3 separate regions of the Mus musculus genome follow, and all the other regions are linked to region 1. A link is a contact called in public Hi-C and promoter capture Hi-C data. All regions are on one chromosome and are shown on one strand. Each heading gives the region's core, a stretch centred on a gene start, on an enhancer-like site or on the middle of the called end of the contact. The rest is flanking DNA. Distances are from core to core; before and after follow the strand shown.

Region 1 (3,580 bases), core at 445-2,944:
CGAGAGTTTTCCACCGTGTGATACAGGAACAATCGGCCTCCCTCTCCCACCAGCCGAGCTACGCCGTCCTGAAGCATGTGGACTTGGGTTTCAGTTGTCAGCTGGGCCCCCACATTGACGGGTTCTCCAGCCTCCCAGCGAACTGGGAGCCCGTGAACACTTAGAGCCCGTTCCCTATCGGTCAACACAGGGGGCAGGGAATCGTGAATGAAGTCTTTTGCTCTCTGGTCAGCCACAGCATCGACAGGAGCAAAGTGTCCCAGGCGAGCAACCAAGACCCGCACCTTTTCCATGAAAGCTGTCCTTCTAGGATCCTTAGAGTCGGAATGCTGGGCCCCCATGTAATCCATGAAGTCTCGGGGCAAGCCTCTGCGGAACTCCACGTTCTCCTCTATGGCCGCTTGCACTGCCAGAGGCAGTACAGCCTCCAGGAAGTCACCCCATGTATTGCGCTGGTAGGTGGACAAGGTGAGGTGTAGGGAGTGGACTCCATCCTGACATTCAGCTTGGTGAATGAAGCCCCGAGGAAAATAGAGCAGGTCTCCAGGTTCCAGTACCGTTTGCAGCACAGGCTCACCAAGGTCCTCCTGGCTGAAGTTGGGACTAGATGTCAGGGCCAACTCCTCACTCGGGTCCCGCGGTCGGTAGACGCGCCAGAGTTTCCGACCTTCCAGCTGCAACACGAAAGCCTCGATGTCATCGTAGTGAGGAGCAAAGCCCTGCGAGTCCGGGGGCGTGAGGTAGACGTTGGAGCCCGCCATGCTGCCAAACTGCTCCTGGAGCACGGCCAGAAACTGCCACACGGTGGGCGAGAAGGCTTGCGGGCACAGGAGGCGCAAGGAGCAGCCGGCTCGGTACAAGGACCACGCGGCGGCGGGAAGCGCGCGGCCCGGCGGGTTCAAGGTCTCCCGCCGTCCATCGACGTAGCGCGCGGCGTCCAGATGCTGCCCGAATTGCACGTCCTCGTAGCGCAGCATCGAGTCCAGGTCGGCGGTGGAGAAGAGACCCTCGTAGTAGCTGCGGTCCTGCCGCCGCACCAGCACCGCCTCCCGCTCCCACAGCCGCCGGTAGAAGTGGTCCGGAGGCAGGGGCGCCAGGAGCCACTCGAAGAGGCGGGCGGCGCGCCTCCGGCTGCTGGGGATGCCGTTCAGCTCCGTCAGTACCTGCTGCAGCGGCGAAGCCCGGGGTCGCCCCGGCTCATCCGCGTGCGAGCCCGGCGGCGGCGGAGCGGCCGTCCCCAGGTTCCGGGAGAGCGCAGCCCATCCCTCCACGCGGCTCGGCAGCGTCGCCGAAGCCGACCTCGGGCGCGCTGACACCGGCCGCGGCTCCGCCGACCGCGAGGCCTCCAGCAGCTCTGCCGGCCTCTTCCGCTTGCCCCGAACCGAGGCCACCGCCACTTTCGAGTCCGAGTCCTCGCTCCGGAGCGCGCGAGCTCTCAGCGCGGCCACGCGGGACGCCGCCGCACTTTTCCGGTGCCTTCGGATCTTCCGGGGCCGCAAGGGCAGGGCCAAGACCGACGCGCCGCGGGGCTGCGACTGCGGGTGCCGCCGGCGCCTCCCCCGCCCGCGCTTCAGCAGCGCCGCACCGTTGCCATTCGGTAGCTCGTCCATAGCGGGGCGGCCGGCGGGTCCCACGCTTCCGCGGCCGTGGTGCTTTCTGGGAAGGGGGCGAGTCCTTCGGCATTCCCTGGGTAGGCCAAGCCTACCGTCTTCCTGGGTCCTACAGCTAGCCCGGTTTGTCACCTTTTAAAACCGCGGTAGTATGCACTGGCAAGGCAAAATTCTCTACCAGATAAAGACTCCGTGTAAGAAAAGAAGGCACGAGGCATTTCAAAAGAAAACAACTTCATTCCTCTTTTTTGCTTTTCTGGGACAGAATCTTTCTACAGAAGCCGTAGCTATATAGTCCTAGAACTTATTAGGTGAGCCAAGTTGGCTTTGAACTCACAGAGATTTCTGTCTCTGCCTCGCGATTGCTGGGATTAAAGGTGTGCAGCGCTGAGCCTGGCTTCCTGTTTTAGTCCGCTTTCTCATTTTTGTGGTAGGCATTTTTGTTCCTAGGCAGTTTCCTGGTAGAATGGAATGAAGGCAAAGTTTGATATTCTGTATGAAGCACAGCTCTTACTGGCTCTCTTCACTGCAGAAAACTTCATTGTTAAGCCTCTCCTCTTCTTTTTCCTCTCTCTCCTCAGTTACAAAGCCTTGCCAGGTATGGTGGTTCATGCACGGGGAAGGCTGAGGTTACAGGGTGAGCCGCTTGTAATTAATATTCTTCCTCTGAAAAGGAAGTTAGGGACTTCTCCACTTTGTCAGTGTATTGCTACATAGTCCTTTCTAACCTCAAACTCCTGGGCTTGCCTCTCAATATGACATTGCAATAGGCTGTTTCTCCTCCTCCTCCTCTTCTTCAAGCTTCTGACTTTTTAAAAAGTTTGTGCATGCGTACGTGTATGTCTCAAGGAGGCCAGAGAAATCTCTTAGTACAGTAGTTTGTGGAAATCTCTCTCTGATCCTTGGATAGAGTCGTAAACACTCTTTAACCACTGAACCATCATCTCTAGCCCCCCGCAGACACCGCTTCTGCAAGCATTCTTGTGAGTGTGTGTGTGTGTGTGTGTGTGTGTGTGTGTGTGTGTGTGTGTGTGTGTGTATTTTACATATGTATGTACCACCATGCCTGGCAGAACATAGGTCTTGATTGGGCAGGATGGCAATACTTTCTCAGGGAGTTAGGTAGCTTAAATGAATTGATTGGAACCTGTGATGGTTAACACCGATTGTCAACTTGACAGGTGTTAGTGTTATTTTACATAGTGTGTTGCAGTTTTCCTCTTAACCCAGCTAACTCCCAAAGAATTGAGACTGGACTAGTATATTTACTCAAAAAGCTTTAAGGGCACAACAACTGAGCAGGTTACTCTATTTTAATCCTTTATGCTAATCTAGCACCTTCCCGACAGAATCTTCCTGATACTTGCAGCATTTTAGTACTGATCTGGTTCTCTGGGCTCCCGGACTGCTCTTTGTTTTTTCTTTCTCCTTTTCCTTATCTCTCTTGGAGTCTCTCCTCCCAGCCAATCCCCACTTCCTCTCTCGAACTCTGCAAATGTCCAGCCCTATTCTCTTTCGTGCTCATTCATTGGCTGATCAGTTCTTTACTGACCAATCAGGGAATTATTGTAGAGCAAGTTTTTCACCACATTGAGACATGAGATTCTCAGAATAAGGATTGCAAATATATATGGGGGTACAGAAGTCCACATTTGAATAATTCATGAATAATCTTTACATAGTACACAATAACATTATGACTACAGTCAGGATCTAGAATCACTAAAGAGGCAAGTCTCTGGGCACCTCTGTGAGAGATTGTTTACCTTAGGTTGAAGTAGGAAGACCCGCTGTAAAAGTGAGCAGTACCATCCATCCCATGGGCTGGCGTCCTGGAGTGGGTAAGAGGGGAAAGCAAGCAAGCGATCTGCACAGCGTCTTTATTCTCTGCTCTGAGTGAGGGTGAAGTGTGACTGGCTGCGACCTGCTCCTGCGGCCTCTTCTACCCTACCACGAGGGAACGTAGGTTC
Region 2 (3,580 bases), core at 799-3,298, 160 kb after region 1:
GGGGATTAGTATATCCTTAAATTTCAGGGTATGACTGGGATCTGCAGCAATAGTATGGTCTACACCAAGAAGCCAGAGACTGTTAGCCCCAGCCCAGGGGTAGAGTGGAGCTGTGGGAGTAGAGACAGGGTCTCACTATGTAGCCCTGGCTGGTCTTGAGCTCAGAGATCCACCTACCTCTATCTCTCAAATGCTGGGCTTTAAGGTGTGTGTGTCCCACCATGCCTGACAGCACTGCTTCTCAGTCTTAGCTATAGATTGGAATTACCCAAGGTGTAGCTCAGTGGAACATGTTCTAAGCATGCATGCGATCCCCCAGTGCACACACAGGCATGTTCACACATCACCTATAATACCCAGTCTACTCACACGGCCAATTAAGTCAGACTATCAGTAGAAGAAGGGAGGTTCCCAAGCTGTGCTTTAGGCTGGGGAGTTACTTGTGTGCTCTGTGTAGCATGAGGTTCAGCACCCTGACCTGGAGCATTTCATCCCTCACCCCCCCCCCCATTCAGCCCCTACTCCCACCTGCAACAAAAATGCCTGGAACCTAGATATTCCTGAGACACCACTCACACAGGGAGCTTTGTGTTCCAGCAAGTGTCAGAACTTTGCTCCCATAGTAACCTGTGTTACTAGACAGTCTTCCAGAGGAGTCAGAGAAAAAGTGGGACGAGCCCTGGAAGCTCATTAAATCCAGGCCTCTTCCTAGAGCATTAAGAAATCGGAGATTGTAAAAGATGAATGCCTTCCTGCAGCTCAGACTACTAAAATCACTGCCCTGGGTGTCACGTCACATCCGCTGATGCTGGGTTCTATGGGTTGTTTACTCTGAGGCAGGATCTCACTGTGGCCCAGACTGCCTCACACTGTAGCTCTCCTGCTTCAGCCTCTCGAGCCCTGGGATTGTAGGCTTGCAGCACCATTGCAGCACCATTCGCAGCTGCTGTTCTACGGACTTTACAGCTGTGCTTCCGTGCGTGCAGTCAGGGCGGCTGGCCTGAGTCAGTTCTGCCACCCACCAGGGAGGTTCCAGAGAGCACATTCCAGCCATCAGGCTTGCCAGTGAGTGCCTTAACCACTGAGCCATCTCACCAGCTCCCAGCCACTGTTTGCAGCATAGTCTGAGTTTCTCTAGCAACAGATAAGCTCCACAGATTCCTACTTAAGGAAGCATGACTCTTCACTACTCAGAGCAGGCCAGTGAGCTGTGTAAGGAGTGGACCTTTTCAGGCTGTCTGGCTTTTCCATCCCACACCCCTGCATCGCAGCCTATGGCCTCCACCTTGCTGAGTGCTTTTCCCTGGCATTACACTGTGAGCTTCACACACTGATGGTGGTGAAGGCAGCTGTGCCACTGCCACTGCCCAGGAAGATGGACAGCCTGAATGACTGCTCACCTCTCCCCACACACAGACCTGGATTCTAGCAGGAATCCTTGTCTGACTGAGCAGTTACCGTCCCCCTGCCATCACAGACACCCCACCCAGCTGGCTCTGCAGTGCGCTAAGTGGATTCTCTGTACAAATTGAGCACCTCTCACCCAAAATCAAACGTGCTTCGAAACCCGGACAGTTTTGAAAGCTGACATGGCGATTGGGTCTTTGAAGCTTCGGAGCATTTCAGAACTTTAGGTTAGGGACGTTCAATTAGTAAAGTCTACAAATACTTAATAGCTTAAAACACTTTGGTCCAAAGCATTTCAGATAAAAGGTCCTCGGTGCAGTAGATACTATAGAGGGGAGGTGTAAAGGGTTCCTCTTCTTCACAGCAGCCTGTGGTCATATCAGACAGACCCTGCTGAGCACTACAAGGGAAGCCGGCACTGGCAGCTGCTGGGGCTCAACCCTGGATTTCTGAGAGGGGCAGGATCTGAAAGACGACTCCCTCTGCAAGCCATGTCTTACCATCCCTTCTCCCCAGCAAACTATCCAGACCTGGCGCCACAGCCAGCCTTCATCCCTGCTGCCACACAGGCTGGGCATTTGGCTGGAAGCGGGAGCAGCTGGCACAGCAGAAGCTGGAGTAATATTCATTGCCACAGAGCTGGGCCTGCAGGATCAACGCACAGTTGGCCAGCTCCGGCTGGTCGATGCAGTCCTTGCCTAGGTCCCTGGACTGTGCGGCTGGCGCTGCAGGACAAGGAGAGAAAGGGCTGAGGCAGCTCTCGCTGCAGCCTCTCACAGGCCCTCCTGTGACCCTTATCTGCGGCCTATGCCCAGTGCACAGCCTTTTCCAGGCTTTCCTATTTCTGGCTAGACCATCGACGGCTCCACATTTAACTTCCTGCCCTACTGTCTGGAACTGCAAAGCCAATGACAGCTATATGGGCCCAGATTGGCAGGAAAGATCAGTAGGGTCAGTCCTAGGGAAACCGGAAGTCAGTAAGCCATTGCCATCTTCCTATTGCTACTGGGTTCCACCAACCTCCCAGCTTGCATCTGTCTCCTATATCCCCATCTTTCCTGGTTTCCACCCGAGAACGTGATGAATCTTCAAAGTTCTAAGACTACACGGAGGCCCAAGCCCGCGTGCCACCCTCAATATCCTACGAGTGTCTGGTGATTGTTAAGAATTTGATTCCACTCTCTCATCCTACAATTACCCCCCTTCTCTCTGCAGGCTCTTGCAGCACTGTCCCTACCACCAGGCACACAGCAAAAACCTGAGTGCTGTCTGCTGCCCTGGCCCCACAGCCGTGTCCTCCCCTCAGAAAATGAGGCAGACAGAATGGTTAGCAGACAGCCTTTGTCCCCACAATATATCCTATTCACTTAACCCTTGGGCAGAACAAGCCAGGGTGAGAAAAGCCTAAGCCAACTAACTCCAGTGCTCCCAGTCATGAGACACTCACTATGTGACTCCAAACCAACGAGTTAGAACAGATCTGCAGCCTGGTCAGTGAAAGGAATACAGACAGGCTGGGGGGGGACAGCCGGGCTTCTGGAGAGATGCCTCCAGAATATGGAACATATTCTTAGCCACATGCAGCAGAGAGCAAAAGAGGCCTGTGGCCGTGGGTGGTGTCTGGGAGATCAGCTTGGCAGCCACACATCACCAAAAGCCTAAAAGCCTACTAGCCACCATTGTCAAACAAGCTTCCCTCACTGTAGACACATCTACGGCTGATCACAAATGTAAACATCCAGGTCCCCTTGAGGAGTTTGGTAGTGTGGTAGGTTTTGTCTTAAGTCAGGATAATGTTCTAGAATTCATAGGCATGTGTCACCATGTATCACCATGCTCAGATCCTCAGTCTCCTAAGGTCTCTTCTCTTCACCACAGTAAATCTGCATTCTGGGTTTTCCTGGTCTTATTAGTTTGATCAGTGTATAGATGAGTAGGATTTTCTAGAAACATCAAAGGTAGAAGTCCTGCCATATGGGACTTTGACCAGAGTGTGGTCACACAGGCACACACAGTCACAGCCGTGTGAGTCTCCATATTGCAGAGCACTTGTCTGGGCCCTAGGGTCCCAGGGAGCTCACAGAGGGAAACCTGAGTGTCAGTCTCACAAAGCAACACTGTAGCAGACACCTTCAACCCCTGGCCAGTTCTCACCCGCAGTCTGGCATCCAGG
Region 3 (3,580 bases), core at 351-2,850, 140 kb after region 1:
CATAGCTGGGTGCTTGACAGACACCTTAGACTTCCTGAAATTTCCTATCTTAGCCAGAGCTACTTTTTCACTCAAGTGACACAAGACAGGAACCTATCCCCTCCCCTATACTGTGTAAAACCACCTTTGCAATCTCAGTCAAGATAGCTCCATCCTGATTCTTTCCTGCCTGGAATCTTGCTTATTGATCTCTATCTGACCTCAGGTACACTGCTGCAAAGTGATGTTTTAAAATGCAAGTCTAGGGACTGGAAAGTTCACTGAATTAAGAGCATTGCTGCTCTTCCAGAGGAACCAAGTGCAGGCCTCAGTACCCACCTCAGGCAACTCATAACTGTCTGTAACTGACACTCGAGAGGAACCAGAACCACCTCTGACAGCCACAGACCTGTGCATAAACATAAAGAGCAATTAAAAATAAGAGGTTTTTAAAAAATGCAAATCTAGCGCTGGTGCAGTAGTTTAGTGTTTGGTAAAGACCCTTGCTGCCAAGGCTGATGGCCTGAGTTTAATCTCCAGGGTGACACGATAGCGGGAAAGAGCCGACTCCAGTGAGGCCTCTGTGCACTCGCGATCAGATGTGATAAGTAAGAGCAGATATACAAATGTGGTTGTGTTTAATTCTTTTAGTAGCTTTCAGTTGCCCATAGAATTAAGATCCAGTTCCCTAGAAGGTGCATGAGGCCTTTCCTCCTGACTGTCTCCTGTTGCTTCATGCCCAGTCTACTTTCAAACCCACACTGAGATAGTTTCAGGGTCCCAGACTTATGTGCCCTTTGCCTTGATGGTATGTGTTCTCAGAGCATTGCTTTTCAGTGCTCTGTGAGGTGGTCTTGTAGCCACTTTTGCAGTGGCTAAAGTTTCAGATCTCACCCAGGATGTGGTGGTGGCGGCAGTGTAGCTGACAAACCTGGAGTGGGTCCTAGCCGCTTTTTAAACAAAGAGGATGCTTCCACAACCAGGATTCCTGGACTTGGGGACATGGAGAGGAGAGTAGCAGTTCTGTTGTTCCCTGTTCTTCTAGCAGCTGCTGATTAAACTCAGCCCCAGATTCCCTTTGGTCTGTACTTCTGTGACAATCCGATATCCACCTCAGCCTTTATTTGTTTTAATTTACTTATATCCACAGGCAAGTTAAGAAAGGGCATTAAGTACCATTGATTCCCTCAAAGAAGAAATAAATTATCAGCTCGTTCAAAGTGATTCTTGTTTCCCGCCCAAAAACATAAAAACAAAAAACAAAAAAGCCATGGCGGTGCATGCTTTTAATCCCAGCACTCAGAAGGCAGAGGTAGACAGATCTCTGAGTTTGAAGCCAGTCTGCTCTATACGGTGAGTTCCAGGACAGCCAGGGCTACACAAAAACCCTGTCTCAAAAAACAAACAAATAAAACCAACCCTTATCTTAGCTGTAATTTTAGAATCTTCCTATGCCCTCAGAATGTTTCCCTGCATGTAATGTTAGATTTAAAAAATTGGCCTTGCACTCGGGAGGCAGAGGCAGGCAGATTTCTGAGTTCGAGGACAGCCAGGGCTATACAGAGAAACCCTGTCTCAAAAAACCAAAAAAAAAAAAAAAAAAAATTTTTTTTTTTTTGGCTAAATTGGGGCTGGAGCGGTGACTCAGCAGTTTCTGAGTTCAGTTCCCCTCACCCACATGACTGTTCACAACTGTCAATAACTCTCATCCCATGGGATCCAATTCCCTTTTCTGGTGTGCAGATATACATGCAGACAAAACATCCTTATACAGAAAATACATAAATAATTAATTTTTAAAATCTAAGCTAAATTATTATTAATTTTGAGGGGATAAATAATTACTTTTTAAAAGATTGTTCATAGAATAATTATGGTTTCTTGCCATTTTTAACTGAAAATTTCAGGTGACAAAGGGTCACACCAGTTTTCAGAGGATAGCAGAATGGTTCAGAGCTGATTGGGATTTCTCTGTCCCTCTCTGTCCCTGCAGGTCTCCGTGTGGTGTAACTCCTTATGCACTCAGTATTCTCAGACTCTTAGGTTTCTCGACTGCGTTTTTAAATGGTGAAGACTCTTGTTGTGACTTCTTTGCCTTTTCTGGAATGTGTTACCTTGTTCTACTTGTATTTGTCTCTTCTCCCTTACTTAGTTATCTTAGGATTTGTGTTGTTTCTGAAGCCATAGCTCTGGCTTGTTTCTTCCTGAATGTCTCTGCGGTTTGGTTTGAGTACCTGGCTTTGGGCATCATTCCTGAAGCTGGGCTTCCTCTCTCCTTGTGACTTGTTGGAGGATGGAAATCTGTATTTTCTGAGTTCGTTTCTTTTTAATATTATGTGTGGGTGTGTCTCCTCCCTCCCCCTTCTCTTTTAAAAGACGGGAAAGAAAGCAGTGAAGGCCGTTCTGTGGGTGTCAGCGGATGGGCTCAGAGTTGTGGACGAGAAAACTAAGGTAAGAGTTTTGTGAGTTTAAATGCTGCTTCTCATGTGATTTCTCTCTAGTGATAAAATGCCATTAAGTGTTGTAGTAGCTCTATAAGATCCTGCCACTGTGTCCACAGTACAGCCTTTGAGAGACTGTTTCAGTGTCCAGGAAACTAGTTTAGTAACTCGTTTACTTTATGAACTGAATCTCTCAGCATTTTGTTGTACATGATGTAGCGTATCTTATGTACCCAGCATTAATATTTCATGCTAAGATGTGAGTTCTGTTTTTATTCTGTTTACTTTTTTCAGATCCTTGAATATAAAAGGTAATGTATCTTTTACTGTAGTTTTTAGATGACAGGCCACATGTTTACTGTGCCTTGTTCCTTAGGAAATGTCTTAGTGCTGAATGAACCGGCTGCTGAGAGCCCTGAGAGGCGAGGGCCACTGTAGGTTCACACGGTATTCTAGGTAGCACTCATTTGAGAGAAAGGGACCCTGAACGCCCAAGATATGCATGGTCAATTAATCAGTAATAAATTTTCTTAAGACCTAAAGTCAGGAAATGCTTTTTAACCAGAAGTTAATTTGGATAAAGTTAAGCGAATCAAAAACCGGTGTGAGAAGCAGTTTAATGATTCTTTTTTTTTCTTTTTCTTTTGTTTTTTGTTTTTGTTTTTGTTTTTCTTTTTTTTTTTTTTTTTGTTTTTTGTTTTTTGAGACAGGGTTTTTCTGTGTAGCCCTGGCTGTCCTGGAACTCATTTTGTAGACCAGGCTGGCCTCGAACTCAGAAATCCGCCTGCCTCTGCCTCCTGAGTGCTGGGATTAAAGGTGTGTGCCACCACGCCCGGCTCAGTTTAATGATTCTTAAATGGCTTAATATAGCAACATTTCAGACCTTTGAAATGCTAAAAATATTTATAGGCTTAAATTTAACACATTTTTCAGCAGTAGAGATTTTTTTTTCTCTTTTTTTTTTTTTTTTTTTTTTTTTTTTTTTTTTTTGGTGTTTTTGAGACAGGGTTTCTCTGTGTGGTCCTGGCTGTCCTGGAACTCACTTTGTAGACTAGGCTGGCCTCGAACTCAGAAATCTGCCTGCCTCTGCCTCCCGAGTGCTGGGATTAAAGGCGTGCACCACCATGTCCAGCTAGCAGTAGAGATTTTAAGTATATTTT

The links. Promoter capture Hi-C pulls out the DNA fragments that hold promoters and counts their contacts. Hi-C and Micro-C count contacts between places; a contact is called where the count stands out from the background.
Region 2: a promoter capture Hi-C map of liver shows a contact between it and region 1. The contact joins the enhancer-like site here to the promoter of Riox1 in region 1. A contact is called at or near these places in 10 of 39 promoter capture datasets (the 3T3-L1 cell line, 3T3-L1-derived adipocytes, the C10 cell line and 6 more), 4 of 484 Hi-C or Micro-C datasets (CD4 T cells, bone marrow-derived macrophages, embryonic stem cells and 1 more), 10 of 115 datasets of contacts at active chromatin or transcription factors (acute myeloid leukemia, bone marrow-derived macrophages, embryonic stem cells and 5 more) and 3 of 9 other capture datasets (adipose tissue, bone marrow-derived macrophages and liver).
Region 3: a contact with region 1 is called in a Hi-C map of bone marrow-derived macrophages, with 39 read pairs. The contact joins the enhancer-like site here to the promoter of Riox1 in region 1. A contact is called at or near these places in 14 of 39 promoter capture datasets (the 3T3-L1 cell line, 3T3-L1-derived adipocytes, the C10 cell line and 9 more), 1 of 15 datasets of contacts at CTCF or cohesin (large pre-B cells), 13 of 484 Hi-C or Micro-C datasets (CD4 T cells, the N1E-115 cell line, bone marrow-derived dendritic cells and 8 more), 7 of 115 datasets of contacts at active chromatin or transcription factors (bone marrow-derived macrophages, cardiomyocytes, embryonic stem cells and 3 more) and 4 of 9 other capture datasets (adipose tissue, bone marrow-derived macrophages, liver and 1 more).

What each region holds. Positions count from the first base shown.
Region 1 is chr12:83,948,722-83,952,301 of GRCm38.p6, reverse strand. Riox1 (ribosomal oxygenase 1) reads right to left here and starts at 1,694. Exons shown (of 1, transcript NM_023633.3): 1 at 1-1,694. The coding sequence starts at 1,610. The region is part of intron 16 of Heatr4 (HEAT repeat containing 4); the gene reads left to right.
Region 2 is chr12:83,790,384-83,793,963 of GRCm38.p6, reverse strand. Papln (papilin, proteoglycan-like sulfated glycoprotein) reads right to left here. Exons shown (of 27, transcript NM_130887.3): 27 at 1,580-2,132. The coding sequence ends at 1,957. Among named protein-coding and RNA genes, the nearest start is that of Papln, 29 kb to the right of the region's middle. Within about 2 kb of position 2,048, at least 31 of the 459 cell types and tissues checked have an H3K27ac peak or open chromatin away from gene starts, as enhancers often do. A contact at or near this core is called in forebrain and liver, where this site is marked.
Region 3 is chr12:83,810,136-83,813,715 of GRCm38.p6, reverse strand. Numb (NUMB endocytic adaptor protein) reads left to right here. Exons shown (of 10, transcript NM_001136075.2): 4 at 2,356-2,430. Among named protein-coding and RNA genes, the nearest start is that of Gm46367, 10 kb to the left of the region's middle. Within about 2 kb of position 1,600, at least 13 of the 459 cell types and tissues checked have an H3K27ac peak or open chromatin away from gene starts, as enhancers often do. A contact at or near this core is called in bone marrow-derived macrophages, where this site is marked.